Regions from separate parts of the Mus musculus genome. Here all the other regions are linked to region 1. A link is a contact called in public Hi-C and HiChIP or PLAC-seq data. All regions are on one chromosome and are shown on one strand. The core of a region is the stretch at or near the end of the contact, and the rest is flanking DNA. Distances in the headings are between cores, read along the strand shown. Region 1 holds the start of Btg2 (BTG anti-proliferation factor 2). Region 2 overlaps Pik3c2b (phosphatidylinositol-4-phosphate 3-kinase catalytic subunit type 2 beta). Region 3 has its middle 26 kb from the start of Gm51648. Region 4 has its middle 9.2 kb from the start of Plekha6. Region 5 holds the start of Golt1a (golgi transport 1A). Region 6 holds the start of Ren1 (renin 1 structural). Region 7 overlaps Sox13 (SRY (sex determining region Y)-box 13).

Region 1 (4,287 bases), core at 1,015-3,514:
ATTTAAGATCAGGCTTGAATGCCCCTGAGTAAGAGAGGGACCAGGCATACAGGCATCCCAGCTGGGACGGTAACCCAGAGCAGACCCTGACCCCTCTCATTCACAGTTGCTAACCTTGCTCCCTTCCACCACCTCCTGGGGGGATCAGCCAAGAATCCCCTTTTACCTTGGCTAGGCCAATCCCCAACCCATTCCCCTAGGCAAACACTGGCTCACAGATGCAATCAAGAACAGTTCTCTCCAAAGGCACCTGGGGAGGCCACTTCCAAGCAGCTCCCTTTAAAGAATTGTTTTTCTTTTTCTTTTTTTTTTAAAAAAAATCTTTTGGTTTTTTTCCTCTTTTCTTAAAAAAAAAAAAAAAAAACATGTATAAATAGCTCTTCATTTTAAAAATACAGTTCCCCAGGTTGAGGTATACGGTGGCCTGTTGTCAGGGCAGCATGAGAACAGTAGAGTGCCAGGGTCGGGTGGCTCCTATCTAGCTGGAGACGGCCATCACATAGTTCTTCGAGGGGCTGCTCCTGCCCAGCATCATCTGGTTCTTGCAGGTGAGGAGCCCATAGGAGGCAGCCACCGGGGCCTCCTCATACAGGACACAGATGGAGCCATCCTCCCCGATGCGGTAAGACACTTCATAGGGATCAACCCACAGGGTCAGCTCACTGGGCAGCAGCCGGTGCAGCTGGGGCTGGCTGAGTCCAATCTGGCTGGCCACCTTGCTGATGATGGGGTCCATCTTGTGGTTGATACGGATACAGCGATAGCCAGAACCTTTGGATGGTTTTTCTGGAAACCAGTGGTGTTTGTAATGATCTGTGGAAAAAAACAAGAGGAAGATGCGCCGTTAGAAAGCATTCTCTGATGTTTACCACAAGGGGAGGATGAGGGGAGAGGGCTGGGGAGGAGACTTCCTCTTCTCAGCGACAGTATTTAAGAGCCTCTCCTTAAACTCCCCCTGCCACTTAGAAAGATTCCTGGGTCCTTTCCAAGTTTTTGTACACTGGAAAGCAGCCCCAGAGCTTTCAGGTAGATGCTCTATGGTGGTCATGGATATTTTTGGCACAATCCTGTTTAAGGCAGGAAGGGCTAGCAAGAACCGGCAGGGCCTCTGACGACCAAGGCACTGAAATTTCAAAGCCGGTAGGTAAGCGGCCAATGTTGTTGGTTGCCCAACAAGTCACAAGGCCTCTCATCCCTTCCGCATCAGAAGAGTTTTGAGATCTTTAGCAAAGGTAAGGGGATAAAAAATGGTTTTGTTTTGATGAAACAGCTGTTGGTCCTCAGATCTGTGCCAACATGTTGAGAGATGGCTATCGCAGCCCAAGGCAACCAACCAGTTATAACAGCTGCGGACAGAGGCTAAAGGGTGGCTTATCACTCCTCCACCTCCGTCCCTCACACCCTGCCTCCATAACACACACACCCCCTCCCCGCCCTCGCAGTTGGCTAGGCTACCAGGCTCTTTTCTGTACTACAATAGGTGGCAGATGGTGAAGAGGGACCAAAAAAGAAAAAATACAAAGGGGGCCCAGATTACAACTTGCAGCGGGTAAACACGCGGCAGAATGGGCCTGTATGATGACAGGCTCAGGACTATACAGCAACAGTGGCTAGGACTCAAGAGTTGTCTAGAAAGTTCAATTGCGCATAAAAGTCGCACAGCTTGGCCTGGCTTCACATCCCCTGAGGGTCTGTTGTTCTCCAAGATTCGGAGATAAGGGTGAGCTCGGACTCTGAATACACACACACACTGACTTTTCTCATGGTGTTGTCAGGGTCTCAGAATGTACTCAAGGAAGAGGGTCGGAGCCTCGGGAGCGAGGCGGGGACTGGAGGGCTGGGAGACGGGGACTTAACCGAAGGGACAGAGGACCATCAGTGGCCTCAGAGATTAATTAGAGAAAGACATCTGAGACCCGGAGTTGTTCGCGTAGGGGTCCCCGTCACAGAACAGTGATAAAGACACCCCAGGCAAGAAGTGGCCGCGCCCGAGTGGTTCCAAGACCCCGACGTGTGCTCACCGGTCAGTGCGTCCTGGAGCGCCCTACTGAAAACCTTGAGTCTCTGCTCGCTCACGCAGCCCCGAGTCCTCAGGAGACTGGAGAGGAAACCCACGGCGGCGGCGATCTCCGGGAGCATGTCGGTTCTCTTCCCGTGGCTCATACCGGTGGCTGAGGAAGTAGCTGTATTAGAACGATGATGACGGTCTGGCCACCTCTCGGGCTCTGCCCGGACTTTCCCCGGGCTGCGCCTTTCATACCACTCGGGGAGGCGGGGAGCCGTCGGTGGCGCCCATTGGCCGACGCTGGCGGATGGGGGCGTGCCCCTCCGGTGTCTCGCCTCTCCCCTCCGCCTGCGCCCGCCCCTCTCCGCCCCGCCCGCCAGCTCGCCCGCGCCTCCCAGGCGCTGAGGTCATCGCTCACTGACGTCATTATTGGGAACAAGCACCGGACTCCCGTGCTGTGGGAGGCAGGCGGGAGAGGGCCTTGGACCTGGGCAGAGGAAGCGCGCTACACCGGGCATGCCCGGACGTCGTCTCTGCACAGCGCCAAAACCCAGGTTGCCTGCTGCCTCCTCCAGGATGCCCTCGCCGATGTTATTTCTCCCATGTCTCCTGACAGACACTGACAGAGCCGTTCACCCCCCTACCTGAACATCTCTGCCACTCATCCCCCCAGCTGATCAAAACGGGTTCCTCGTGTTTTCAGCAATGGGGATTGTATTCTTTTTGCTTCCATAATAATTCCACCTCCCCCAACAAATTCTGCTCTTCCTCTTCTGTAATTGCCTAAAAGTAATCAGCTCTCACTGTTTGGTGGGAGGAGTGTCGAGGAGAGTATTTTCTGTCCGTAGGGTTATTTTTCCAGCACTCACTTTCCTTTAAATGGCAGTGTCTGTGTGTGTGTGTGTGTGTGTGTGTGTGTGTGTGTGTGTGTGTGTGTGTGTGTGTGTGTTTAAGTAATCTGGTGTGAATTGTACAAAGTTTTCCATCAGTTCCCTGCCCCTCCCTCTTCCCTGATTGTTTTCCTTCCTTTTTGTGCACTGAGGCTTTTGTAAACACTAGCTCCCCAGAGGAAAGGCTTCAGGTCTGGCTTGTCTACACGCAGGGGCTCAGGGACTGGTGCCAGGAAGCTAGGCAGACTACTGAGTGGGGCAACTTGTCACCCACATCTCTGAGCCCTGCACAGGATGGGGCCTGAATTTAGCGCCATGGCTTGTGTAAAATCCTGTTTTCCCTGAGTTCTAAGCCAGGCTTCTCTCCCTGTATCCCTGGTCTGAGCCACCAGCTTCCCTACCTGGATCCTCTGTATCCACCCTACCCCATTTCCCTCTTCCCTTTTCTCTCCACTGTCTGTTTTGCTGCTTGTTTTTCTTCAGTGGACTTCCCATCAATACTTCTGTCCCTTTTCCCACATGCTCTATCCCTCCCTCTAAATGTCTAGTGCTCCCTCTAAAGCTACCTCCCTCCCTGTTCCCCCTTTCAGACAAAGCTACTGATCACTGTCCCTATAGCACCCAGACCCTCTTTTTGCTTCCTCAGACCTGGTCCCAAGACTGTTGGCTTCTTCATCCCTAAATAATCTCAGTGGGTTCCTTCCCCTCCCATGCCCAAAGCACCTTCCCGGAAAGAGTCTTTTTCTAAAGTGTCCATCTGCTTGCTCTTGCCTTGCTCAAACCATCTGAGACAACCCCTCCCCCCCTTGCCAGGTTGCCTGGACTCATTTGCCTGACCAGCAAGACATTTCATCATTTTCTACAAACGACCTACCTTTGTAGGTTCCTACCACTTTGTACTATAGGGTCCCTTTCGTCACTGTCAGAAGACAGTATCACGACAGCTCTGCCATCTGGGTCACAGAATTTCCCCCACTATTCACTTGTCTATAACATGGCCCTTATCTCACACACCATGGCTGTGTCTTTAACTCGGAGTACCTTCCTACCTCTTAGCCGCCAATGCATACTCCTGCAGATCCCTGAAACTTCACCTTGAAAACACATGCCATCCTCCCAATGCTGAACTGATGTTACCCCTGTGGTCACTTAGCTCATCACAAACTGGGGATCCTCCTGCCTCAGCCTTACAAGCAGGACCTCTCCCCCTGGCCCAGCATCAGTTTACAAGGGACTTGGGAGTGGGCTACTATGTTGTATGCCTCATATTTCCCGGACACCTCTCATTTTGAATGTTCTTCCTTCTGTTTCTCGGGGTGAATCAAAATGCCCTGGGACTCTAGCAATCTGGCATTAAACACACCCCTGGATGGCTTCTTCACTGCCCCTCCT
Region 2 (4,287 bases), core at 746-3,245, 990 kb before region 1:
TTGGAATACCAAAGTCAAGAGTCTCCATTGAGACTCTTATCCTCACTAAGCACTGGACCTGGTCCCTGACAGAGTATGAGGTATGGACACAGCCCAGCCTCCCACGTGGGTGTCCTTCCATGCTAGGGTCAAGATCTCTACCTTGTTACGCAGGACCAGGCCCTGTGGGAGGTGGTTTCTCTATGTAGCCTTGGCTGTCCTGGAACTCACTCTGTAGACTAAGCTGGCCGTGAACTCACAGAGATCCACCTGCCTCTGCCTCCCATGTGCTGAGATTAAAGGCCTGCACCGCCACACAAGCCTCTTAGTCCTTCTTAATGAAGGCCAAGGCATGTGGGAAAAGGCATGACATGCTGAAGGTCTGGACTCAACTTTGAGCCAGCCATCCTCAGTAGATGACAGACAGCCTGCAATGGAGGCAGTTCTAGGAGTGCTCTCCAAGATTTGGCAGAGTTGTTAGGACACTAAGAAAACAACTTGCTCAGTGGTAGAGAGTTTGCCTAGATTCATGAGTGGCGCAAAGATGAAACAAACCAATAAATAGGAAAGTACTTTGGATAGCTGAGCATGGGGTGCCACACCTGTACTCCAGCACTTAAAACACTAAAGCCAGAGGATTGTTACGAGTTCAAGACCAGCCTAAGTGAAATAATGAGATAAGACAAGAGAGACAGAGAGAGGGAGCGATAGACTGAGAAAGGGAAAGAGACCAAACCTGGTCCACCATCTACTGCTTGGTAAGCAAATGCACTCTCCTTTTCTGTCCTCATCATCTAAGCTCTGACCGTCTCAGTTCCTGTTTCTCTGTTCCAGGTGGCTGGCAGTGACTAATGCCCAGGGGGATATTTGTGTGAAAATGCTATCTATGTCACATCAGCCAGGTCCAGAGTAATAACTAATATCACACAGCAGAAAGAACCCAAACTATATAGGCTGCTCTTCTCCTGGTGAGCGTGCCAAGGGCGGAGCTGTCAGTTCAGATGCTCAAGATTGTGAGTGGCCAAGCAGGAGCCCCACCCAGCACCTCACAACCCCAGTAGCCCCAGTGCTATAGTGTTGGAGAAGGGCTCACCGAGAGGAGAATTTCTTAGGCCAGAAGACTCAGCTCTTCAGGAGAAGTAGTGGTTCCTTTGACCAAGCCGAGGCATAGGGTTAGAAAGGTCATATTGGAATCCCAGATACACTGGGACCTGAGGAAGGGGAGGCCTTGCCTGCTTCTCTGTATTATGGTTTCAGTAAGGCAGTTTGCCCCTTCCTTCTTTCTTTCCTTCCTTCCTTCCTTCCTTCCTTCCTTCCTTCCTTCCTTCCTTCCTTCCTTCTCTCCTTCCCACGGCAAGGTCTCATACTCATGCAGACTTAAATTGACCTTGAAATCCCAGCCGTCCTCCTGCCTCAGCCTCCCAAGAGCTGGGATTACGGCCATACCACGGGTCAGCTCTTCCTCTTGTTGGATGACCAGACCAACTTCCTCTCCCTGGCTGTGGGGTCAGCTGCTTCTCCCTCCCACTGTAGTTGGATGGACATGGGATCAGCTTGCTCTCAAAATAGGCCCAGCAGCCATGCTCTGTCACCTCCGGCCAGACCCAGCCTGGCATATCCCCTGGCTGCTGAAGGGGCCCTAATTATAGCTGTGGGGCCCCCAGGGTAGAAGCAGCTGGGGCAGAGCCGGATTGTGCCAGTCTGCGGCTGCTGAGTGCCTTCTTTGAGTGGAGACTTTCCCCAGGAGTGAGGGGCAGTGAAGAGGGAGGCTGCCTTATCTGTGACCTCTGACCTTGGGGGTGGCGGCCCTGCCTCTGTGCCCTTTGGGTGTAGCAGCAGTCGGGCCTAGGGCCAGCCAGGAGGGTGTGGCAGTGTGGACTTTGGCCCAGGGACAGCTTCCCGGAAAGGTAACAGGGTGGGCCCTGGCTCTCTTTTCCCCAGCCCCTCAGCTCTCTCCACCTCCCCACACCCAAATCTCCTTACCCTGAACTCAGAGGGTGTGGCTGGGTGTGGCCCCGTCAGGGCGGACCGTGAAGAACATCTGGCCTTGAGCGCTGCTTATGCTGCTTATGCGTGTCTTGGCCTGGCCTGTTTCCTTTCTCACTCTTCTCTGAAAAGCCCCTTCTCTTTTTTCCCATGACTCTGTTTTGGGGGGTCCCTGGGGCTAGGAAAGGTGGGACAGAGAACCTGGTGCTTCTTCCTAGAGAGGCTCTTGAGACTTGTCCTGGTCCCTTGGGAGGCATGCCTTGGGACATATGTGACACCCGAGTGGAAGGCTGCTTCTCTGCTTGTACTTTACACCCCCCGCCCCCAGCCCCCCCCCCCAAGGCTGTTGACTTTGATCCCCTTGTTTCCTAGGATCTGCTTTCCAGTGCAGGTGAACAGGCTACCTCGGGAGACTCTGCTGTGTGCCACACTCTATGCCCTGCCCGTTCCCCCTCCTGGGGGTTCCTCTGAAGCGAATAAGCAGAAGCGGGTGCCTGAAGCTCTGGGTTGGGTCACTACCCCTCTCTTCAACTTCAGGCAGTACGTGTGAGCGCCAGGGGAACAGCTTCTAGCCTTGGAAGGGAGCAAGGGGGATGGAGATAAAGCCTGGTAGTTATACTCGGTACTCCCTGAGAAGGGTTGGCCACATGGCGCTCACTGTGAAGCCCAGAGGTCCCCATCCCTGTAGAGAAGTCAATGCACAGAGCTGGTGACCCGGACTATTGATGTAACCTGGCAGGTGGGGGAGGGGCGTGGGAAAACACTATCCCTGTAACAAGTCACGGGGTCCTGTATCAGAAGGACTTCAGAGGTCATCTACCCAGGCACGGAGACACCCCTGCCAAAGGGTCACCTGAGTGGCAAGCTCAGAGAGGCTTTCTGCCATGGGAGCCCTCCTAGAGCTTGAAGTAAGACCTGTGGCCTCTGGGGATAATCCAAGGGACAGGAGTGGGGGAGAAGCTTCAACTAGAAAAGGTTTGGGGACAAGAGAGCAGGAGAGAAACCCCCAGCGTAGGCACCGCTTGTTGGCTCATCTTACCCTCCTTCTGCCTTAGAGTCTTGACCTGTGGTCGAAAGCTCCTGGGCTTGTGGCCAGCGACACAGGAAAACTCCGGTGCCCGCTGGAGTGCGCCTAATTTCCACCAGCCAGACAGTGTTATCCTGCAGGTGAGACCCAGCTAGGAACTCTGGGCATGGGATGAGATGTGGCCAAGCATCTCAGTAAATGGGAGAGCATGAGTCGAAGACATCCCCCTCCCTCAATTTCACAGCATCCTCTAAAGTTAGGTCTGAGGCCTTCTCCACCCATGGCTCCCCTTGCTTTGAGACCTCATGTTTCTAGGTCAGATCCAGCTGGGCGCTCCCTTCTCTTAGGGCTCAAGGGAAAGTGTTCCCACTAGTCACTCAAGGGACATGTTCTCTTTGGAGGGAGGGTGGGAGAGAAGCTGCCTCAATCCTGGTTGTGATTCCCATTTCTCGAGCCCATGAGATGCTGTGGTGTGGAATAGGGGGTGGCAAAACCAACAGACAGTGAAGAAGAAAGATCCAGAATACAACTCCATTAGCAGATGGTTTTACCTTTGGCTCTGCCCGGTACGGGTCAGGTGCTGAGTGAGAGAGCAGAGCCCCTTAGAGAACCGAACCGGATTGTTCAGCTCTGATGCCCACTTTAGGAGGATGTATGTTTTGGTGGCTCAGAGCAGATGATCACAGGCCCTAGAGTTAATAGAGCCTTCACTCACTGTGTGCTACCAGATCCAGACAGGCTAGGATGCCTCTGGGACCACACAAGGAGGTCCCCAGCTTCAGCCTGGGTACTCTCAGTGGCTTGCCCTGTCAATGCCGTTCAGGGTTTTGAAGTGGGGCCTATCCTGTCTTCCTTAAGCATCTCAACTCAGCCTTTCCCTACCTTCCCCATTGTTCATTTTTGATTCGTTTTGGGGTTTTTTTGTTTTGTTTTGGTTTCTTTGTTTGTTTGTTTGTTTGTTTGTTTGTTTGTTTTTTGAGACAGGGTTTCTCTGTGTAACAGTCCTGGCTGTCTTGGAACTTGCTTTGTAGTCCAGACTAGCCTTAAACTCTCAGAGAGTTAACCCAGCCCATGTTTCCTTTTTTTTTTTTTTTTTTTTGAGGGGAAGATTTGGATGAAACAGGGCCTCTCTATCTATGATTGCTGACTGGCCTGGAACTTACTGTGTAGATTGGGCTGACCTCAAATTTGCAGCGATGCTCCTGCCTCAGTCTTTCCGAGTACTAGGATTATTGGCGTGACCCACCACACTAGGCTTCTTATGGTTGCCTTTCAATTTTTGCTGAAAGTTACAG
Region 3 (4,287 bases), core at 1,032-3,531, 890 kb before region 1:
GTGGAGACTCTGCACTTGAGGGAGCTGGCCCAGAGTGCATGATGACCGGAGGTCTCTCCTTATTGCTGAAGTCACTGTCTACCGAGTCTGACTACCATCACCTGAGAAGATCGTGCACCTCTAATTGCCAGTGCCAATTTGCTTCTAATTAGTCAAATGCTAGCAATTAGCTTGTTAAGTTCAACCCGGCTCTGGTGTTGAGGTCATTTTCTTGATTTTGCCTCTTTTCTGGGTCCTCGTGAACACCAGGGGCTGTCTGGAGACTGCAGTCGGCCTGTTTGCCTCACCTGAACCTGGGGCTATGTCACTGCAGATATGAAAGGACAGTAGTGGGGACACACAGCTGTTTTGGTAGATGATGACTGCAGTGCTCAGGGACCTGCTAGAGTCACAGATAGGCAGGGAATCCAGGCTTCTCTTTTTCCAGTCCCTCTGACATTTTTCATCTCTGGGGTGGGAGTAGTCCACTGTGGTCCTAGGATGCAAAAGTGGTTTTCTTTTTAACTTCCCCAAGTCAGGGTCCCACAATATTGTTAAAAAAAAATTCAAGGTCTTACAAGGGAGCAGGAGATGGGCAAATGACTGTTCTGAGTGAATCATATTCTGTAGCAGTGGTGGCTCTCAGCCATTTTTTCTTATTTTTTAAAATACTTATTTATTTAATATACATTCGTACACTATAGTTGTCTTCAGACACACCAGATCTCATTACAGATGGTTGTGAGCCACCCATGTGGTTGCTGGGATTTGAACTCAGGACTTTGGAAGAGCAGTCAGTGCTCTAACCACTGAGCCAGCTCTCAGCCTTCCTAGTGCTCTGACTCTTTAATACAGTTTCATGTTGTGCTGATCCCCAGCCATAAAATTATTTTTGTTGCTACTTCATAACTGTAATTTTGCTACTGTTACGAATTGTAATATAAATACCTTTGTTTTCCAATGGTCTCAATTGAACCCTGTGAAAGGCTTAGTTGACCCCAAAGGCATCACAACCCACACTTTGAGAACCACTGTTCTATAGCGTGGCTCAGAAAGAGACTCCTGTTAGGTGATCCTCACAGGTAAAGATTTTCCCAAATAGTTTCAGTACCCTGGGAAGTTTCTTTAAATCTCTGGGTTTTAGAGTCTGGTGTGATAGTGCATCCCTCTAATCCCAACACTCAGGGGGTTTCAAGTTCTAGGCCATCCTGGACTACATACCAAGATGCTGTCTCCAAAACACAAAACAGAAAACACCTCTGGGTCTCGGTTCTAAGCTATCCTGCAAGAACACGAAAGACCTCTTCCTAGAGGTGAAGATGAAGCATAGTGTGAGTGATGAATCAGCCTCCAAATAATCATTTAATGTCTAAAAAGTCTAGTAGCCAAAGCCAGGTGCGGCAGGGTGGGAGAGGGGTGGAGTAAGCCACTCAAGGGGTTTCAGGATGTCAGTCTGTCCATACCTTAGCTTTGTGACCTTGTGCAAGTCCCTGGATTTCTCCAAGTTTTGGTGGCTCCATATGCAAAGTGAGATAACACACTTGTACTCCATCAAGGTAACTTTACCAATAACACCCAGAGTGTGACCAGCGTAGCAAGAACTAGAGAGTACACGTAGAGACACTTATATTGCGAATACGCTGACTTCTGCGCGTGTTGGGAAGAGGGGAATCCTGAATCAGGCTGACCAGCAGCCGGTGGCTACTCAGTCTGAGAAACTGTTTCTTGTGAGAGGTGACAGTGACAGTGAAAAAAGTGGTGGGTGGCTTGGCAAGTGAAGGGGTTGCTCCCAAGGCTAGGAATCTCAGGTCCATACCTGGGACCCACGTGGTGGAAGAAAGAAAACTGACTCCTGCCTTCTAAGTTATACATGCACACTGTGACATGTGTGAAAGAGAGCGTGCGCTCGAGCACACACACACACACACACACACACACACACTCTCTCTCTCTCTCTCTCTCTCTCTCTCTCTCTCTCTCTCACACACACACACACACACACACACAAATAAAACCTAAAAGGTTGGCTGACAGGGTTCTACATAGTGAGCTCCAGGCCAACCAGGACTAGAAGAGACCCCCAAAAAAAAAAAGTTTGGCTGGCAGGATCAGGCTTGGGTGACAGAACCAGGGAGGTTAGCGTGTGGTTCATGCTCCTTACTGGAGGAGGCTGCTTCATGGGAAACAGAGGTCCCAGACAGCAGGAACTTAATTCCCTCAGGCATGTAGGCCTCTCAGCCTGGGCCAGTCCTGTTAGCAACCTCCCAGCTGCTTGGTAGCCTGGTTGGTCCCCTGACCTTCCTATGCAAGACAGCCCGGTGGCCATGCTGGGTTGCCACGGTAACTGGCAGCCTCCCAGCTGAGTTGCCTGGGTAACCAGTTGGCTGGTATTTGGGGGAGGGGGTACTGAGCTAGGGAGAAAAAAAAATCAACCTCAAAAGAGATGGAGAAGGATATAGGGTGGGACAAAGAGGAAGATGGGTGTGCCCAGCCTTCTTTTTCCTTTAGGGAATTGGAAAATCCTGAGAAAGGCAAAAACAGGATGCTGTGTTGTCTCTGCCCTCACATGTATGTTCCCACATGTGTATGAGTTTCCTGGCAAGGGCCATACAAACACAGGTCTCAGTCCTAGCTCTTCTTTCCCCACCCCTTCATCTGTAAAACAGAGGGGCTGATGGGAGTCCGCATAACTACTCAGTCTGCAGTGGAGGGGCTGATGGGAATCCCCACCATCTGTCCATGGTGGGTCCCCTCTTTTTCCACCTTAATCTTTTTCATTGGTGGATACTTCCTAGACTGTCACCTGCTTTCCTGGTCTGAGCCTAGTTTGGTGGTAGAGCCTGGGATCGGGGCTGGCACTTGGGAGATGTGACTCCTAACTCCTAAGGAGCTTAGCATTCCAATCTGCTGAGGACAGAGAGCAAGTCACACAGGTGAGAACTCTGAACACAGTTAAGGAAGTCTGAAAGGTGCCGCCTAATGGGATGTTGCTGAGAAGCCGATATGAGATTTATCCTTCTCTAATAACAAGCATGCTACCTTCACTTGCCACAGCTTCCTGCTCTATTCCAGGAAGGCTCCCCACACCGTTTTCTAAATATAGCCTTGACCCTTCTCTTGATTTCACACCCACTGGTGAGTCACCACATGGAGTTTGAGAAACACAGAGAGGCTGCAAGGAACCCCAGGCTCTCTCTTACGTTCCACACCGAGTATTGCCTGTCCGGACCTTGCGGCTCCTATCTGTGAGGTTAACCAAGGGTCAGCGGTCACTCTATCTGCTACGGTCACAGAGGCATGTCCCCAACTTGGGACCTCAACAGGTATATTGCTCAGGTTCACAGTCTATTCTTTGTCTATTGTCTTTGTTAGGTTTCTATTGCTGTGAAGAGACACCATGACCATAGTAACTCCTCCTTCTCTTCCTCCTCCTCGTCCTCGTCTCCTTCTCCTTCTCCCTTTTCTTTTCTTCTTCTTTTTCTTTATCGAGACAGGGTTTCTCTGTCCTGGAACTCACTCTGTAGATCAGTCTGGCCTCCAACTCAGAAATCCACCTGCCTCTGCCTCCCAAGTGCTGGGATTAAAGGCATACGTCATCACTGCCCGACCACCACAGCAACTCTTAAAAAGGAAAACATTTGATTGGGGCAGGCTTACAGTTCAGAGGTTTAGTTCATTATCATCATGGTAGGAAGCATGGCAGCATGCAGGCAAATATGGTGCTGAAGAAGGAGCTGAGAGTTCTACCTCTGGATCAGCAGGCAACAGGAAGAGAGAGTGACACTGGGCTTGGCTTGAACATTTGAAACCTCAAAACCCTCCCACAGTGACACACTTCCACCAAGGCCACACCTCCTAACAGTGCCACACCCTAAGAGCCTATGGAGGCCATTTTCATTCAAACTACCAAATGTACTGAGTCTGTCATCCTGAGCTATTCCCTCCCTCCCCTCTCCCTCCTTCCCTCCCTTCTCTTCTCTTCTCTTCTCTTCTCTTCTCTTCTCTTCTCTTCTCTTCTCTTCTCTTCTCTTCTCTTCTCTTCTTTTTTGAAATGGGGTCTCACAGCGCAGCCCAGGTTGGCCTTGAACTCACAGACTGGCTTGTCTCTGCCTCTTAAGTGCTGAGATTAAAGTTGTAAACCACCACACCCAGTGATAGATACAGAGAGAGGACCTGGAGTGCATCCAGAACTGGGGTGCTTTTCGTCTATTGTCTTGGGGTGTGAAGGGGTGGGTTTAGGAATGATACAGAAAGAGGAAGCTGAAGGAATCTGGGTCTTGTGTGAGGGGAGTCAGGTGGGGAAGGTGA
Region 4 (4,287 bases), core at 1,252-3,751, 840 kb before region 1:
GTGGTGCCTTTCTTCTCTCAATGGTAGACTTTACTCCCAGGGAGGAACTTGGGTCAGGTGTATCCCCAGTATGGTGGTGCCAGGTTTTGGGAGGCTATCACCATGGTGACTGTGGATGCCGTGATAGTCAATTTCTTTTTAAAAAAAAAAGATTTATTTATTTATTTTATGTATATGAGTACACACCGTAGCTGTACAGATAGTTTTGTGAGCCTTCATCTGGTTGTTGGGGAATTGAATTTAGGACCTCTGCTCACTCAGTCCCTGCTAGCTCTGGCCCAAAGATTTATTTATTTATTATAAATAAGTACACTGTAGCTATCTTCAGACTCACTAGAAGCAGGTGTCAGATCTCTCTACTGGTGGTTGTGAACCACCATGTGGGTGCTGGTATTTGAACTCAGGATCTTCAGAAGAGTAGTCAGTGCTCTTCCTTGCTGAGCCATTTCACCAGCCCTGATAGTCAATTTCTACAAGGTGGCTTGAGCTGTACTCCGACGAGGATTTGGCTTGGGGAGCTTTCATGTCACTAAGCAATCTTGCATGAGAATTCGTTTTACGTTTACATACGTGCACATGATGTATTCAAATCATACTTCCTTTGCACCTTCTCTTTTCCCCTTCCAGGTCTTGATTGATAATCTCCTTTCTCTTCACTACTCGCCCCCTTCTACGTGTGTGTGTGTGTGTGTGTGTGTGTGTGTGTGCGAGAGGGGGGGGGGAGAGAGATTGAGATTCATTTTATGAGCATGGGTACTTTTTTTCTTTTTTAAGATTTATTTATTTTATGTATATGAGTTCACTGTAGCCGTGAGGGCATCAGATCCCATTACAGATGGTTGTGAGCCACCATGTAGTTGCTGGGAATTGAACTCAGGACCTCTGGAAGAGCAACCAGTGCTCTTAACCATTGAGCCATCTTTCCAACCTGAGCAGGGGTACTTTGCCACTGGCTATATATTGAAGGAAATGTTCTCCCTCTACCGTCAGTGTTAACCATATATAAATTCCACGACAGGGTGTTGACAGTTCTGTGCAGGTAATGACAGCTGCTGGGAGGTCAAGAGTGCATTGGCCACTGTCCTGCCCAGAAGTCAGAATTTCTCACGGCCCCCACCCCTTCCTCCAGCTCTCACACACTTTCTGCCCCTTCTCCTGTGATAGCCCTGGAGAGGGTAATATGCACGTCTCATTACAGTGGGCATTCAGTAGCCATTATTCTCAGTACTTTGACCTTGTGAGTCTCTATAGTCATGGTTGACCACTGCAAAAAGAGCTTTCTCTGATCAAAGATGACAGCTTGCTTTGGCATTTTTCCTGCCTGACCTCAAGGTCCAGGAGGCTCGTGACTGAAGCATGACAGTGTGACTGAAGGAGCCCAAGCGTGGCTATTCCCTGTGCCTGGAAAGGACCCAGAATGCAGACTTTGAAGGCTGTTCGTTTGATCCCTTCCTTTGCCCATTGGTAAAATGGGATCCTTTTAGTAAAGGGCGGATTAAGCTGTTCCATCAGACATCAGGGAAGGAACATCTCAAAGCCTTGTAGTTGGGAAGCTCAGAACTTACTAAATTCCATCTTTTGTAGTATAACTGAACCCTCCCATTGCCATGCACTCCTCGGAGCCTGAGGAAGACAGAGTCATCCTGTTTGCCCTAAGTTAAAATCCGTTTAGGGAGTGACTATGGAATTAATTCTTTATGGGACCATGAGGATTTAGGCCTGGGAATTTGGAACCATGTCTCACAGACTGTAGCCCCCTCATCTGAAGAAACAGCAAAGAAGACACGGGGCCTTCATTTGACTGCACAAGAAGTGGCAGGGTGGGCGGACACACACATACAATTCACATCTAGACAAGCCTTGCTTTTCCAGAGGGATGTGCTTACAGGTCATATGGTGCATCCCAGACGAGCCCCATTGCAGCAGGGAGTAGGAAGGGTATGTTCAACAGTTCGTGACACAGTCCATGTGACTGTCTTCATCTCTACCCTGTCTCTGAAGTTTTTTACTTTTTCTTTTAGCTGAGAGGGAGGAACCTGGAGGCTTCTCTGTGGGTGGCAATGGCCTTGTGCTTACCCACCCCACTGACCTGGGATAACACCGGAGAAGCTTCCAGAGTACAGAGCTTCCTTTGCCCATTGTCCCTCCTCCAGGCCCTGAGCCCCTCTCCTCGGCTGGCCATGTGTGTAGCAGACTGAGCAGGCAGGAGGAGGCAGGCCCACTAGGATCTGTGTTCTAAGGGCTGCTATGGAGGGTGCTGCAGATACTCTTCCCTCTCATCTTGCCTGACATTTCTGGAGCCAGTAAGTGTGCGTGCTCATGTGCGTGTGTGTGCAGACCAGAGGATGGTCTGGGGGGGGCTGGGAGGGCATGAGCTGGGCTATTTAAAACAGAACATATCTGCAGCCAGCCAGAGAAGAGGTCAAACTCTGGGCGCAGGGCTGGAATGTAAGGGGCCAGGCAGTGGGTGGAGCTGAGGTTCCACCCTTCCTGGCAGCTTGGAAGGCTTCTCAGTGCCCTTTTGGGGAAGGTGGGGCTGCTCAAAGCAAGTGTGTGGAGTGGGGAGGGACTCTACCCTGCAAACTTCTGATGCCCAGGCTGCACACCGGAAAGGGGAGGGAGCATGCGAAATCCAAGCTCTTGGCTGAGCAGAAGGACAGAATTTAACCTCAGGTGTGGGGATTCTCAGTGTTCTTTGCCACCGGAGATAAATCAGATTAAGCCAAGCTTGATGTGAGAGGGAAATGAAGTGGTGCTGAGCCAGGGGCAAGGAAACTCAGAGAAACACAGCATGTGGGTGTATGCCAGTGGTGGTGGGGGGGGGGAGGGGGGGGACACAGGAGACTGGGGGGGGGGGGGCACAGGAGACTGGATAGGGCTTAGCATTGAGCCTTCACTCCCAAAGCTTCATCTAATATATAAATCTGTATTTGCAGTCTCCCAGATTCTTTGAGCTTCAGGTCACATGAAGCCCAATCTGCTCCTGCAGCCAACGTGTCTGGAAACACACAACACACGTGTCCACCCCCTTCCCTCTTTGCCCTCCCACACGCCTCGGCTCACCCGGTAGCAGCTGTACTTCATCAGAGTCTTCACATGTGCATGCGTGTGGTTTGGGGCTTCCTGAGTGGCTGTTTATGGCTAGAGAATTGCCTGTTCCGGCTCTGTGACTGAAGGACCATCTGGGCTAAATCGATTGCTTCCTGACCTTTGTCCACCCTGCCCTCGGCCTGCCCTGTCCACCCTGAAGATGCTCTCCAGCTCTGTGCGTGCCTACTTTCCTCCTCTTACAGTGCGTTCCCCCCAGCTGCAGCTGCATCTCTAAGGTGGGGAGAGAAGTTAGCTTTCATAGATGATTTCCCGGAAGCACTTAACAGTGGCCTCCTCTGTCCCCTCATTCACTCTAGTGGCAACGGGATTCCTTCTCTCACGGCCACTGTGTCCCAAGGAAGGAGGAACCAGCCCACCCTACAGTTGAGCAGTTGCAGCAAAAGCACTGGAATGTGGAACTTTGTAGTCAACTCCGTCTGCCCAGGGATGCTATTGCTAGGGCTGACTTACTTTTCAATGCCTAAGTAAGATGGGGCACACAGGAAATGTTCTCCTAGGGGCAGGCATCCCACCCGAGACCCCCTGGCATTGCTTACCCTGGCTGCCACTGAAGAGGATTCTGGGTTGGATGATCCTTTGGTCTGAGGTAGGGGGTCTCTGGGTCCCCTTCCTCCCTTCTTCCCTCCCTTTCTTTCTCGAGACAGGGTCTTACCAGTTGGTCTGGAACTTTCCATGTAGTCTAGGCAGGTCTTGAAGACATGGCAATCTTTCTGCCTCATCCTACTGTAGGATACAGTTATGGATTCTCTCTAGTAATTGTTCTCTTGATGGACGGCTTCTTTTGAACCAAATCTCTCTCTCTCTCTCTCTCTCTCTCTCTCTCTCTCTCTCTCTCTCTCTCTCTCTCTTTCTCTCTCTGTTTTGTTTGTTTATCTGTAGACATGGTCTCACTAGGTTGTCCTAGGACTCATAGAGATCATCCTGACTCTGCCTCCCCAAGTGCTGGTATTAAAGGCGTGCGCCATCATGCCCACCTTTGGACCAATTCTTAAGCATCCATCTTTCTGTGACAAAGTGCTGAACTAAGAATCTTTGTACTGAGAACTGGCCTTCATCTCTGAGGGATGAACCATCAGGGAGTCAAGGTAGATCCAGTCATTGGCAGCCCCTGAATGTTTATGAAATGCTGCCAGTTGTCTTCTGTTCGCCACTGGTGTAATCTCCTCTAATCCCATA
Region 5 (4,287 bases), core at 877-3,376, 770 kb before region 1:
AAGCTCTTTAGAGTGTCAATGCCTGAGCTAAAAAGCGCTTCTCATATAAGCTTATTCAATGTCAATTCATCATACTACTAAAATGTTTGTGTGGGGTTTTAAGCTTTTTAGAATAAGTTTCATAAGCACCTCTGTGAGATTATTGTGAAGAAACTTCAATGGACTGTGACATAGTCTCGAAATTATCAAATAATATGTGTACTGGCAACACATATTATTATTATTATTATTATTATTATTATTATTATAGCAGTTTATAACAGTTCCTGCAATCGAGAGTTCTTTCAGTGTTGTCAGACTGTGTTGCTGAAAAACAAAGACACTGGTTGCAAAGCATCTGCCCAAGGTGAGCAGAGCACCCCAGAATCATTGAAGAGAGTTCTCAAGCCAGTGGCTCTCAACCTGTGGGCCATGACCCCCTCAGGGGTCATACATCAGATATCCCAAATATCAGATATCAACCTGTGGGCCATGACCCCCTCAGGTCATCAGATATACTGAATGTCACATATTTACATTACAATTCCTAACAGTAGCAAACCAACAGTTATGAAGTACCAACAAAACAATTTTATGGTTGGGGGTTCACCACAACATGAGCAGCTGTATTAAAGGGTCGCAACCTGAATTTGGTTTCCAGCACCCACGTCAGACAACTCACAACACCTCTAACTTCAGCTCTAAAGCTTCCTGTTCAACAGGTACCTGCACACACACACACACACACACATGCACGTGCACACACACACATGCATACATATAATTAAAATGAATAATGATAAGCCAGGCATGGTGGCACATGCTGTAATTCCAGCACTCAGAAGGCAGAGTTCAGAAAAATCTTTGTGAGTTCCAGGTCGGCCTCATGTACATATCAAGTCTCAGGACAGCCAGGACTATGTAGTGAGACCTTATCTCAAAAAAAGTACTAAAAACTTTCGTATTTTTCCACTCTTTACATTTTCCCTTAATTTTTAAAGATGTTCCGTTGTATGCAGAGGTCAGAGGACAATTCTGTGGCGTTGGATCCCTCCCTCCAGCTTTATGTGAGTTTTCACAGCGCCTTTATCCTTCAGGCCTGACCCTTTAAACTTAAAGTTTTATATAAACCCTGGTTTCTCTATCTTTGTCTGATGCTATCAGGGGATCCACTCCTGGTTGCCTTTCTTGGGTTCCCTTGCAGGAGCAGCAAGTGGTCCTCAGTGCTGGGCTGGCCCCTGAGGCCCCATCTGCCTCTTCGCCAGGCTTGCAGAACACGGAATGATGTGCCCATGTCTATCTAGCTACTCAGTGGATCGACACAGGTTCCCTATCTATCTCGTCTTCTCCTGAGAACAATTCTCCACCTGCTCAACCTCACCACCCCATCAGGGCACTGCGGGGGCGGGGTGAGATGAGGGACAGGGAGGAACTTGAAGTCTCTGCTGCCTAACTCCACGTGACACCTACACCCTTGGTTTATATAAATCTGACTCCCCTTAGGTCTGATATAAGTTTTACTCATGAGTCTGTGCCCCTAGTATCTCTCACGTGTGCTAGCACAAAACAACAAAATAAATATATAGGCCGGGCATGGTGGCACACGCCTTTAATCCCAGCATTTGGGAGGCAGAGACAGTGGGATTTCTGAGTTCAAGGCCAGCCTGGTCTACAGAGTGAGTTCCAGGACAGCCAGGGCTACACAGAGAAACCCTGTCTCGAAAAACCAAAATAAATAAATAAATAACCAGCACATTTTAAAGCTGGGTGTGGTGACACATGACTTGAATCTCAGCACTGGGGTGGCAAAGGCAAGTGGATCTCTGTGAGTTCAAGGCCAGCCTGGTCTTCATAGTGAGTTCCAGTCTAGGCAGGAGAGATAGTCTTAAAAAAAATAAAAATAAAATCCGAAGGGCCGGGGCGCCATTCCACCTCTCCGAGAAAACCAGCTGTGCCCAGACCCTTGCCTTTCCATTCCCACGTTGTTCAGAGGAGGTGGGCCAGCAAGAACTTTGTGAATGTTAGTTTCAGAACAGGTCTGTACCTTTAAGTAGCCATTTGTGTGGGGAATGTGGGAGGGTGAGAGTTAATGATTTACCTGCGGCTCTGTCCCTGTTGCCAAGGGTCAGCCACCCTGGAACATGCTCAGGCTCGGTCCTCTGGGCTCTCCACTAGCCAGCTGACCAGGAAGGCCCCCCCGTGGACTGAAGCATGATCTCCATCACCGAGTGGCAGAGTGAGTGGCCTGGCTGGCGGGAGCCCGTGGGGCTGTGGAGGGGTCCCCACTAGGGTGAGTGAACACTCGCTCTTCCCAACCTGGTTCTTCTGCTGGGACCTACAGATGTGACCTCTGGAGCCAGCGGTTGGAAGCTGCTCTGTTGGCATCCTCGAAGCAGCAGGGGCGGGGCGGGGCAGGTGTGACCTCTGCCTTGTAGAGGGTGGGGCCACCCGAGGCAAACTCACAGCAGGCCGAAGCCCATCTCACCTATAGTTCTGAGAACTTGGATGCCTCTGCCCATTCAGACATCACCCCAAAACCTCAAGGTCTTTTGTGGCTCTGGGTCTGTATCCTCACCCCAAACATCCCTACTTTTCCTTTAGGGGAATTAGGTAGGAGGTGGCCTGGGAGGAGCCGATTGTCCACAGGGAGGGGAGAGCTAAGGTCTCACTGGCTGAGCTGCTTAGCTTCTGAGCCTGCTTTCTCTCAGTGAATCTATGGTAACATTTGCTTTGTGCCAAGCACTGTGCCAGTACAGACGGGAATATCAAGACTAAGGCAGGCATGCCCTCTGCTTACCTTCTAGCAAGGGAAGGCAGCCATTACCTTAAGAAGTGACTGCCTAGCAGGTCACATAGTAACAAGAGCCAGCCTAACACAAAACTCTTTACTCTTAAAGGGGCCGTGGAGTTTGAAGGATGTGAATGCGTGTGAGGGTATTCATATCCTCTGTCCAGGGAAGGCTTTGTTGCAAAGGGCCATTAATGCAGAGCACTACAGGAAGTGAGAAGGTAGGCTATGCAGCCGTCTGGAGGCAGAATGTTCCAGGAAGAGGAAACAGCCAGCACAAAGGTCCTGAGACATTGCATCTGCGGTGTGCGAGCCCCAACCAAGAGACTGGTGTGGCTGAAACATTATAGGCAGAAAGGTAGCCTATGCTGGACCACTGTATTAGCCCATGCTGGACCAGTGTGTAGACAGCAAAGGTTAGAGCATATGAAAAGCTCATTCTGGCTGCTGAGGTAAAGTAGACTGTAGAGGATGGAGCAGCAATGAAGAGACCCTTCCAAGGCGAGAGAAGACAGGGCCAGGATGTGAGCCGTACAGAGATAGGAAGTGGTCCTGTGGGCCTGTGTGGAGGAATTTTCTGGAGTGGAGATATGGAAGGATAAAAGTTAAGAATATTTCTCTGGTGCCTGGGGAGTGTCCCAGAAAAGAAGCCGAAGTGGGAAGCAGGAGCCAGGTCTGAAGGGGCTGGGCGCCCTTGTCTCAGACATCCTGGATAGACTTCAGGCAGGGAGTTAGAGGGTAAGGGTCTGAACTCCAAGGGACTTGTCCAGAAAGAGAAACATGGAAGTCACCAACACGTAGATAGCTGATGCTTAAAACCAAAAGAGTCCCTAGATCCCAGGGCACAGGCTCTCAGCCTCCCCAGCTCACGCAGCCTTTGGGTGCAGATGTTACTGTTAAGGGAACTGTCCTGGACACTGTGAAATTTTAGCAGTACCTCTGGCCACCCAGCAGGTGACAGCAGTCGACCCTCCCATACCTTGTGACAACCTAAATATCTCCTGACTTACCTCACCCAAACTGCTTCCCCTGCATTCCCACCTTGCAACTGAGGGGGTAAGAAGGAAGAACAGCAGAGCCCTGAGGCAGGGGCATGCTGACATGCTATTAAGCTCATTAGCCTTCAAGTGTGATAATACGCTCTTAGAGGCTGGGACAAGTCCTATGATGCTTGGTCCTGTGAGAGGGAGAAGTGACAAGATTGTTGTCAGAGCACAGGGACAGGCTCCCCTGAGGAGCTGGCATTTAAAGGACACTGTTCCACCTAGGAAACCTCATATGCAAAGGTCCTGGGGCAAGAAAGCGTGGGCATCGTAAGAAGTCAAAGGCAGTGGTGTAAGAGGAGTGGCGGGGCTCGAGAGAAAGTGGAAGATGTCTGAGACCCCCCACCCCATACACATGCCCTGTAAGGCATGTATAGAAAAAGGTCCCTGCTTCATTCCAGTGAGAAGGATGCTATATGATCAGCTGGTACACTTTCGGTCCTAGAGCTCTATGTGGAGGACTGGGGATAGGAGTGG
Region 6 (4,287 bases), core at 1,016-3,515, 730 kb before region 1:
GCTGTATGTGCAGTTTCCTTTTTTCATCTCCTTATTACTTGATACCTGGGGTTTGGCCATTGTATACTCGGGTGTCACAACAGTCCTTCTTCCAGGGGCTCCGGGATCTACAAGCACAAGTGTTTTTTTTGTCAACTTTATAACTCTAGCATCTAAGCCATGCGTGGTGGCACGTGCCTTGGATTCCTGGACTTGGGAGGCTGAGGCAGGTGGATCTCTTCGAGTTTGAGGCCAGCCTGGTCTATAGAGTAAGTTTAAGGATAGCCAGGGCTACATAGTGAAACCTTGTCTAAATGAGCAAGCAAACGAACGAAACAAAACAGAAACGAAACAAAAACTTCCAACTGCCAAGGACCTAATATATAGCAAACGCTCAGTGAATGAGAGAGAGAGAGAGAGAGAGAGAGAGAGAGAGAGAGAGAGAGAACCCTCTGCAGGACACAAGACATGCATAATCAATGCTTGTTATTCAAGGCATCATCTCCTTTGGGGGCATTCTCAAAAGTCCTCTCCTGTCCCAAGATATCTGAGAATTCTCAGCAGCCTTCCATTTAGAAGGGTGTTGTTGTCTCTGAGGCAAAACCACATTTCTTACCGCACAACTAGAGACTGAGACCAGTTTCTCTCATTGTCATTGCTGCTCAGAGCCAGCAGAAAAGCACTCATGACACACACTTAGAATAATAGTGCATCTGAGCCAGGACTGCCCTTGGGGTCCATTCAGCTGTTTCATGGGGGCCAAGAGAGGGGAGAGAGGGGTCCAACCTCAATGTCACACAGCAAGTTCTCAGTAGAACCTAGGGCTTTCCTGTGCTCATCGCCAGTCTCTAGTTCTTCTTGCATTTGATAAGTAGCAAACTCCATTGTGGCCAAGAGGCATGGACACAGACATCACTTGGCTGCAAAGGGATGGAGGCGATACCCTGGAGGCCACACCTCTCAGCCACAGCAGAAGACCGTCCATGATGTCAGGGTCTCCCTTGTAGAATTGATGGGCCATTTGAAGTGGTCCCTGAGAAATAATCAGGAAGAAGGGTAGAGTGGGTACCTTAGGGAGAGTAAATACTGCCAGCCAGGGTCAGGTCACTTCGACAGCTCTGCCAGGCTTCTGAGAGGGTACAGGGAAGAAGGAAGGGGGCAAAAGGATAGGTCTAAGGGAGTGAAGGGCCAGTAGGAGGGGGTCAGCTGGAAGCCAGCTGCGCTTGAGACCTCCTTTCTTTTAGAGCTACCCTTCTGTCCACTATCACTAACCCCAGGAGGGGACACCCCACCCCTCTCCCTGATGCCAGAGGTTAGATGACAGGTTACTTTTCCAACTAGGCAGCAGCCAAAAGGAATCACCCATGATCAAGATGGAAGACTAGGGCAGAGCCTAGGAGGAGCCAGCCAGGGGTGATTTGAAGGTTAATATAGAAGATGCAGGCTCAGGGGCATGAGTGGTAGGGTCTGAGTTAGAGGTTTGAAGCCAGGGTCTATGCTGTCTGTACCCTGACCTCATGCTTGAACAGCACAGTTCCTCATTAGACTCTGTCTAAGCTAGAGGTTGCGGGGCCAGGCCAAACAGGGACTCTAGAGTCATTGGGCTCAGCCACCCTTCCCACACCCCCATGCCTGCCACCACTCTGCTCTGTGACCAGGTCCTGCTTATCCTATACCTACCTAGCTTGGTCTCACAGGCTAAGATTTATCAGAGCTGCCCTGCCATGGGCCTTGTTGGGCACCTGGCGTGGGGAAATAAAGGAGGTGGGCGAGACTCACCAGAGCTCAGAGAGACTGGGCGGGCAGACAGCAGGGGAAGGCACTGGGTGGTCTGGCAGCTGGAAATGCTGGGAGGCCTTCTTGGGGGAGATTAGATAAAGCTCTTCAGGGGAAGGCCTATTCCATGACTCCAGCATGGTGAGTCTAGATGAAAGGAGGTAGTCTATGGTTTTAGAGCTTTATTGTAGAAGAGAGAGAGAGAAGGTAGAGAAGTAGAAGCCAGTCATTGCCATGAAGAAGGAAGGGGGAGAAGGAGAGCGAAAGGTAAGAGTAAGAAAACAAGAGCTTTAGGAGAGAGACAAGAGAGAGAGGAGGAGGCAAGCAGCCAGGTAACTCTGGGGGTGGAGTCTGGACAGCCTACATGACTGATGGCCACAGAATTATGGAGCTGGGTCCTTGGCCAGAAAACAGGCTGCCTTTCATGGTCCCACAGGCCCTGGGGTAATAAATCAAAGCAGAGCCTGTGATACATGGTGTGTATAAAAGAAGGCTCAGGGGGTCTGGGCTACACAGCTCTTAGAAAGCCTTGGCTGAACCAGATGGACAGAAGGAGGATGCCTCTCTGGGCACTCTTGTTGCTCTGGAGTCCTTGCACCTTCAGTCTCCCAACACGCACCGCTACCTTTGAACGGTAACTTGGGCAGAGAAGGGGTGGCAGGGTACAGGAACTGGCATCTTACTAACGCCCTCAGCTGTCTATACGTTGGATCATCCAGTCCTTTTGGCCAGCCAGTCAGGGATGTATGATCCTGCTCTGACAATCCTAGGGACTAGCCGAAAGCCCTAGTGGACGGCCATAATTAAGGGGTACCACAACTCCCCCTTCTACTACTTTTTTAAAAGGGAGGGGTCACTGGAGTGATTGTGTCATTTGTGGTAAAAATTTTGGGTGGAGTGGAAGTATCAGAAGAAACATGTAGGCCAAAGGAGTAACATGACTATCAGTTAATTAATCTAGATAGACATTAAGTTTTCCTTGCGATCATGTAACTTCCCCCAAGTTCAGCAGCCCTTTGGCTTTGGCGAGAGAGTTCATCTGTAGCTGGAAGACCTCAAGTCTGTCCTCTGTGGGGTTCAGCTCGTGTCTCTGGATCTCAGCGTGTGTCTCGGGAGTCTTCCGTCAGATGAGGTGTCTGGAGGAAGGCAGCTTTGTGGTCTGCAGGTCTCAGGAGACAGCGCTGTCTCTACTGGATCTGTGGCTGCAGGCACTGTCCTTTTCTTTTGTGGGGATAAACCTGTGGGGTAATCACAGCAGAGGAGCAGAACCCTAGCAGCAGGATGTCTGCATAGGGTGGATGGGGAACGTTAAGCCTGCAATGGTTTGCTTGGGAGCACATCCTGGCCCGTTGTTAGGATCCTAGAAAAGCAAGGGTGTTTGAGGAATGTAGTCCTGGAAGGCATCCTTTAAGTCTGCTTTGGGTGGCTAAGGAGGAAAATATCATGTTAATTGTGTATCTGGGATAGGCAGTAACAGATTGTCTGCAAAAGGAAGCTGGTTGTCAGTTAAGGATTGGATGACGGTAATCAGCATGGTTAATTTGACCCGGGGAAGCACATTAGATGGCTTTTGGCCCTTAAAGGAAATCATGAATGCTACGGAGAAAAATAAACATTAAAATAAAGAAGCAAGAAAATTTTGGGTTGAAAAGCTTCACTAGCAACAGATGAGGGTAAGCAGCAAGCTAATCTCACCAATCCTCAGTCCGCCATTCAAAAACAGGATGAAAGCAGAGCCTGCTTCACCGGCTGCTTTGAAGATTTGATGAGAGGATACGCATAGCACTTCCGATGCCAGGCGGGGAACGGTGTAAGAAGCCATGGTTACAGCATGGATTACCACAGAGTGTAGGAAAGGGAAGGCTCCTGGCAGCCCCACGAGGGAGGATGAAACAGCCATTTAGTGCAGTTCTAGGGCTGTGGGAACAAGGCTTCTTGAGGCAGGAGCAGGGCAGAGGCAAGAGAAGGCTCACCCAGCAATGGTCTGGGGACTACGATGAGGAAGTCCTGAAAGAGTCGAGGCAGTGAGAGCTGTGAATCTGCTTGGTGCTTAGGAGCTGGTGGGTTGCTTTCATCCTAAATTGAGTCTCCAGACATCAGCACCCATGTTGCAGATGGGGATCCTAGGGATGTCCTCCAGGAAGGTCTGAGGACCCACTGGTCTTTGTTTCCAAAGTCCCGCCATCTTGCTCCCAGCATGCAGCAGAGAGTGTGGGACTAACTAGAGGGCGTGGGGTTCTGTGCTCCCTGCTCTGTGTAAAGTATTGAGCAAGTCACCTTGAGGGGCTGAGCAATGGGCTTTCTTCTCAAGGCCGTTGCCTTACATACACACAATGTCCAGCCTCCACGCTTAGCCTGAGCTGTGACTAGGCAAGACAACCATCAAGGTGCCAGAGGACGAAGAGGTTAGTGAATGCTCAGAACCGTGCAGCATGCCCTCAGCATCAGGTGGCTCTATCCCCGTTGTCCCTGTAGGCTAGGCTTGTGGAGAGCACTCAGGGGAAATGGACCCATTGGCTGGGATCCTTGGTG
Region 7 (4,287 bases), core at 616-3,115, 680 kb before region 1:
GGGATCTGATGCCCTCTTCTGGTGTGTCTGAAGAGAGAGACAGTACACTCACATATTTATTTTATAATAAATAAATCTTTAAAAAAAAAAAACAACAAAATCCTTTTCCTTTCTTCACCATCCCACAGTCGGTGTCTTCTCACTAGGTTTTATCAACTTTAGCAAACAATTTTCCCTCTATGGAGAACTTTCACCTCTTATGTGGATGTATGTATGCCTGAGTGAATTTTTGTGCACATGCATGTGCCCACGGAAGCCAGAGAAGGCGTCAGATCCCCTGAAGTGGAATTACAGGTCATATGAGCCACTGTGTGGGTGCTGGGAACCAAACCCGGATTTTCTGCATGGCAAATTAAGTGTTCTTAAATTGATGAGACTGTCCAATCAAGCACTGGGATTCCAGCATTCCTGTGACTTCAGGTTGGGGCCGCTGTTGAGTATGACAAAGGAGTGTATGTAATTCAGGGGTAGAGTGTTTGCCTAGTATGTACAAAGTTTTAAACTCGGTCCCCAGCACTATACCTAACTGGGTGTGCCAAAACAAACCTAACAGCCAGGTGGTGGCACACACCTTTAATCCCAGCACTTGGGAGGCAGAGGCAGGCGGATCTCTGAGTTCAAGGCCAGCCTGGTCTACAGAGTGAGTTCCAGAACAGCCAAGGTTATACACGGAGACACAGTATCTCAAGAAACAACCACAAAAGCTGGAATTGGTGGTACACACCTGTGATCCTCAGGAGGTAGAGACAGGAAGGTCACAAGTTTGAGGTCATCCTTGGCTACATAACAGTTAAGGGGCAGCCTGGGCTCATGAGGCTGTTTTAAAAACTCCAAAACAAGATCAAGAAGCCTCCTAGGCAAAGGCGCTTGCTGCCCAACAGTGCAAGCCTGGCTGACTGAGCTCGAGCAACAAAAAATGTCGAAGGTAAGAACCACTCCAGAATTGTCACCTGACTGCCATACACGCCAAATACCTCCTCCCTGTCACACACACAACAAACACATTTAAAGCAAGACAACTGAAAAACCCATTATGAATTATTTACGTGTAGAATTTTCCATCTTATACTTTCAGATCACAGTGGAGCGAAAATAAAGGGACAAGTGCATCTGTCCATCACATCAACCCGGTACAGGGTATACTGTAGTCTATAGCTTACACCAACCCCTCTGGCACTGTGGACTCAATTATATAATGTTACAGTTCTGTATACAACAGAACACATACATAAGGTGTCTTAAGACCAGTTACAAGAATATTATAATTGACACGTATGTATTTGATTGCACCCTTCAGATCAGACCACAGCAGACTCCCCCACCCACTTTCTGAGCACCTGGTGCCTCAGCAACCCAGAAGAGAGAGAGCAGGGCGAGAGCGGGCTAGTGGACCCTCAGAGGTCCCCCATCTCACCTGGATGAAGAGAAAAAAAGAGACCCCAGCCCAGTTAGGCCCAGGGGTTCTGGGGGTGCCTGGAGAACCTGCAGAAAGCAGGCAGCTCAGCCCATCCGGCTGGGGAGGGGCTGGGAGCCAGGCCCCGCAGGGGGCAGGAGTGGGGGCGGGGTATTACCCCGGAGCTGAGGGCAACAATTACATAACAAACAAACCCGGGCTCAAGCTGTGAATTAATCAAACCGCTGAAAATAAAACCTTCCTCTCAGGAACTTCAGACAAAAGAAATGAAAACAACCAGGCTGGCTGGAAAATAAAAGGCAGTGGTGCTGAAAGCCGGGACAAAAGGAAACCAGACAATAGGGTGTTGGACAAAAGCAATAAAGCCAGAGGAAGTGTGACAGGCGCACAATGAAGGCCTGTGGGCTTCTGATCCCTCGGCTCTCAGCCACCTCTGTCCCACACCCACTGGCTGCCACCAGGTCGCCTCCTCTGGCCACACTTGGATCCCAAGGGCTTTTCTTCTTCATTAGGCCCAGCCTCTGGGCTTCCAACTCCTACCTCAGTGCAAGCAGTCACAGCCACCGCAGCCAGAGAGCACGGTCAGATGAACGCCGAGGCCAAGTGCTGCCCCACTGGACGTGGTGACCATCCATCCACCCCACTGAGGGGGAAACAGAAGAGTCCACTGCCTGTCCTGACTGCCCAGAACCAGCCCTACTGGCTACATTTAGCTACTGAGCCCCAGTAATGCAGCTAGTGCCGGTAGGAATGTGCCGTATCAAACACACCAAGGGTCCCAAAGCTAACGAGTTGTGGGTACAAACTGATGGGTTAGGTTAGATAGGACATCCTCTCTTTTTGTTCCTCTCTTACATCTTTTAAAGATCTGTTTTATTTTTAATTGTGTGTGTGTGTGTGTGTGTGTGTGTGTGTGTGTGTGTGTGTGCACTCATAAATGCATGCTGAAGGCAGAGGCATCAGATCCCCCTGGAGCTACAGCTGGAACTGTGAGTGGTTGTAAGCCACCTGGTCACTTGTCCTTGGCAAGAGCGGTAACCACTCTCAATCTCTGAGCCATTTTCCTAGCACTAGACAAAACATTGAGCTCACCTTTTTTTAAAATATCTTTCCCTGAGACAGGGCCTAACGGTGTAGAGCAAACTGACCTTCAGATCCACCTGCCTCAGCACCCAAGAGTCACCTAATTCGTTTTATCATTTTGTTTGTTTGGGGTTTCGATGGGGATTGTACCCAGGACCTCACCAGCCTAGTGTGTACTCTACCACTGAGCAGCACAGCCAATCTCATCTCTATCTATCTATCTATCTATCTATCTATCTATCTATCTATCTATCTATAGACACAGCAGCACGTACTTGAGTTCCAGCGTGTCCCTCAGGCCATCTTCTCCCGTGGATGCCCTTTTCCAGTTTTCCCATACGCACCCAATACCTTCAGGTCATACACAGGGTTATCTGATATCAGGAAATGGCATCTTGGGACTCCCTGCACTGCACAATGGGGATAAGAGAACCCAAGATGAAGAGGTAACCTATCAAATGTGCCTGTTTTACATTCTCAAGGTACCTTGAACTTGGTCTTCAAAGGACCAATCACAGCTGGTGATGCCTCAGAATGCCTGAGGATGTTTCTGGCTCTCCCCCATTGCCTGGGAACCTGACCCATGCACCTTACACTTATCACTGTAGCCCCAGGTCCTAGCACAGTGCCTGGAGCAAGGGAGACTGATGCTGCTCCCTGTACTTCCTCTGTGTGAAGGACACCAGCAGTAGCAGAGCGAGCTCATTCCTCCTTCTTTCTCCCCTGCTGGGACAAGCGCTTTCTTATAGACCTGATAGGAGCCTCCCTGAAGCCCCTTCTTCTCCAGGGGCTAAAGACCCTATCAATCTCCTTAATAACGCCTTCCTTGCAAAACGCATGCCATGCCTTCTCAGGGGATTTCCCTCTTTCCAGATTCCCCAAACCCAAAGCCCTCAGTGCACAGGAGACAACTATGGGATCCCCCAGTTCTACCCTATTCTGTAACCCCAAGTCCTAGCCAGGAGCCATCAATCAGATACCGCTCATCAGCACCCAGCTCAGTGGAAGTTCTCCTGTGTTATCTGTGGCCCTCCCTCCTGTCCAGCATCCCAGTTTTTAGATAAATGGAGATAGCGAGGCCTAGAGAAGTCAAGTGTGTGTGCTCCTTGGGATAGCCCTACTTCAGAACTACAGTCAGAGGCCTTCCACCAACAAGGAGGTTGAACAGTAAGCGCCTCCTCTACCTTCCTTCTCTCCTAGGAAGCCCACCTCGCAGGTCTCCCACTCCTTCCTCTTTAACTTTATCTCACTAAGCATCCTCAAAGGGTGCCATCCCTTCACAGGAGGGGGCTTCAGCCATCTTCTCCCTTGAGTTTCTGAACTGCTGCCTGGGACTTTGAATCCAGTGTCTGGATAAAGGGGTGGAGAAGCCCCTCCAAGGATGAGGAGGGGCAGAGTGCCACCTTTTTGCCCCCCCATTCTCCCCACAAGCCGGTTTCCCCACTCCAACTCCCACTCTCTGCCAACCCCCTTCTGCCCCAAACAAGCCACCAGCCACTTCCTTTTCTAATCACCCAGCCACAGACCCAGGTGAATGGGGATCAAAGAAAAGTCTTCACTCTCAGCCCTTCCTCCCTCCAGATGCACAGTTCCCGTTCCCTCCGCACAAGATGCAGAGAGAGGTTCAAGTTATCGTCGACTGACTGTGACTCAGACCCAGGGCACAGGAAGACATATGCAACAGGCAGGCAGACCCTCAGAGAGAGGGCCACTTGGGCACAGCAAACCTCCATGGCTGCCCTCCCCGCCCCCTGCTTGTCAAGAGTGGCTGGTGCCAAGGGCATCGTCAG

What was found. Hi-C and Micro-C count contacts between places; a contact is called where the count stands out from the background. HiChIP or PLAC-seq counts read pairs in DNA pulled down with a chosen protein or histone mark.
Region 2: a contact with region 1 is called in a Hi-C map of B cells, with 9 read pairs. The contact joins the enhancer-like site here to the promoter of Btg2 in region 1. A contact is called at or near these places in 1 of 484 Hi-C or Micro-C datasets (B cells) and 4 of 115 datasets of contacts at active chromatin or transcription factors (embryonic stem cells, pancreatic cancer cells and pro-B cells).
Region 3: a contact with region 1 is called in an HNF4G HiChIP or PLAC-seq map of pancreatic cancer cells. The contact joins the enhancer-like site here to the promoter of Btg2 in region 1. A contact is called at or near these places in 1 of 39 promoter capture datasets (hippocampal neurons) and 5 of 115 datasets of contacts at active chromatin or transcription factors (embryonic forebrain, embryonic midbrain, embryonic stem cells and 1 more).
Region 4: a contact with region 1 is called in an H3K27ac HiChIP or PLAC-seq map of embryonic stem cells, with 3 times the contacts expected there. The contact joins the enhancer-like site here to the promoter of Btg2 in region 1. A contact is called at or near these places in 6 of 115 datasets of contacts at active chromatin or transcription factors (astrocytes, embryonic stem cells, forebrain and 3 more).
Region 5: a contact with region 1 is called in a FOXA1 HiChIP or PLAC-seq map of pancreatic cancer cells. The contact joins the promoter of Golt1a here to the promoter of Btg2 in region 1. A contact is called at or near these places in 2 of 39 promoter capture datasets (embryonic stem cells and pre-B cells) and 3 of 115 datasets of contacts at active chromatin or transcription factors (craniofacial prominence, neural tube and pancreatic cancer cells).
Region 6: a contact with region 1 is called in an H3K27ac HiChIP or PLAC-seq map of double positive thymocytes, with 2.6 times the contacts expected there. The contact joins the promoter of Ren1 here to the promoter of Btg2 in region 1. A contact is called at or near these places in 4 of 39 promoter capture datasets (the HPC-7 cell line, HPC-7-derived erythroid cells, cranial neural crest and 2 more), 5 of 115 datasets of contacts at active chromatin or transcription factors (double positive thymocytes, embryonic midbrain, embryonic stem cells and 1 more) and 1 of 9 other capture datasets (embryonic stem cells).
Region 7: an H3K27ac HiChIP or PLAC-seq map of stem cell-derived stembryo shows a contact between it and region 1, with 10 times the contacts expected there. The contact joins the enhancer-like site here to the promoter of Btg2 in region 1. A contact is called at or near these places in 3 of 115 datasets of contacts at active chromatin or transcription factors (embryonic stem cells, pancreatic cancer cells and stem cell-derived stembryo).

Annotation. Positions count from the first base shown.
Region 1 is chr1:134,076,891-134,081,177 of GRCm38.p6, forward strand. Btg2 (BTG anti-proliferation factor 2) reads right to left here and starts at 2,265. Exons shown (of 2, transcript NM_007570.2): 1 at 2,022-2,265; 2 at 1-813. The coding sequence starts at 2,163. The coding sequence ends at 479.
Region 2 is chr1:133,082,481-133,086,767 of GRCm38.p6, forward strand. Pik3c2b (phosphatidylinositol-4-phosphate 3-kinase catalytic subunit type 2 beta) reads left to right here. Exons shown (of 33, transcript NM_001099276.2): 13 at 2,338-2,505; 14 at 3,021-3,132. Among named protein-coding and RNA genes, the nearest start is that of Gm51647, 9.0 kb to the right of the region's middle. Within about 2 kb of position 1,996, at least 77 of the 459 cell types and tissues checked have an H3K27ac peak or open chromatin away from gene starts, as enhancers often do. A contact at or near this core is called in B cells, embryonic stem cells, pancreatic cancer cells and 1 more, where this site is marked.
Region 3 is chr1:133,185,855-133,190,141 of GRCm38.p6, forward strand. It overlaps a transcript of Plekha6 not described here. Among named protein-coding and RNA genes, the nearest start is that of Gm51648, 26 kb to the right of the region's middle. RefSeq lists an enhancer at 126-3,639. Within about 2 kb of position 2,282, at least 105 of the 459 cell types and tissues checked have an H3K27ac peak or open chromatin away from gene starts, as enhancers often do. A contact at or near this core is called in pancreatic cancer cells, where this site is marked.
Region 4 is chr1:133,234,765-133,239,051 of GRCm38.p6, forward strand. It overlaps a transcript of Plekha6 not described here. Among named protein-coding and RNA genes, the nearest start is that of Plekha6, 9.2 kb to the right of the region's middle. Within about 2 kb of position 2,502, at least 124 of the 459 cell types and tissues checked have an H3K27ac peak or open chromatin away from gene starts, as enhancers often do. A contact at or near this core is called in embryonic stem cells, memory CD8 T cells and pancreatic cancer cells, where this site is marked.
Region 5 is chr1:133,307,697-133,311,983 of GRCm38.p6, forward strand. It overlaps Golt1a (golgi transport 1A), which reads left to right and starts at 2,127. Exons shown (of 5, transcript NM_026680.4): 1 at 2,127-2,215. The coding sequence starts at 2,191.
Region 6 is chr1:133,348,409-133,352,695 of GRCm38.p6, forward strand. Ren1 (renin 1 structural) reads left to right here and starts at 2,266. Exons shown (of 9, transcript NM_031192.3): 1 at 2,266-2,389. The coding sequence starts at 2,298. RefSeq lists promoters at 1-2,273, 2,042-2,288, a silencer at 1,569-1,907 and cis regulatory regions at 1,657-1,679, 2,044-2,130, 2,069-2,198, 2,193-2,221.
Region 7 is chr1:133,396,131-133,400,417 of GRCm38.p6, forward strand. All of the region lies in intron 1 of Sox13 (SRY (sex determining region Y)-box 13), which reads right to left. Among named protein-coding and RNA genes, the nearest start is that of Sox13, 26 kb to the right of the region's middle. Within about 2 kb of position 1,866, at least 95 of the 459 cell types and tissues checked have an H3K27ac peak or open chromatin away from gene starts, as enhancers often do. A contact at or near this core is called in embryonic stem cells and stem cell-derived stembryo, where this site is marked.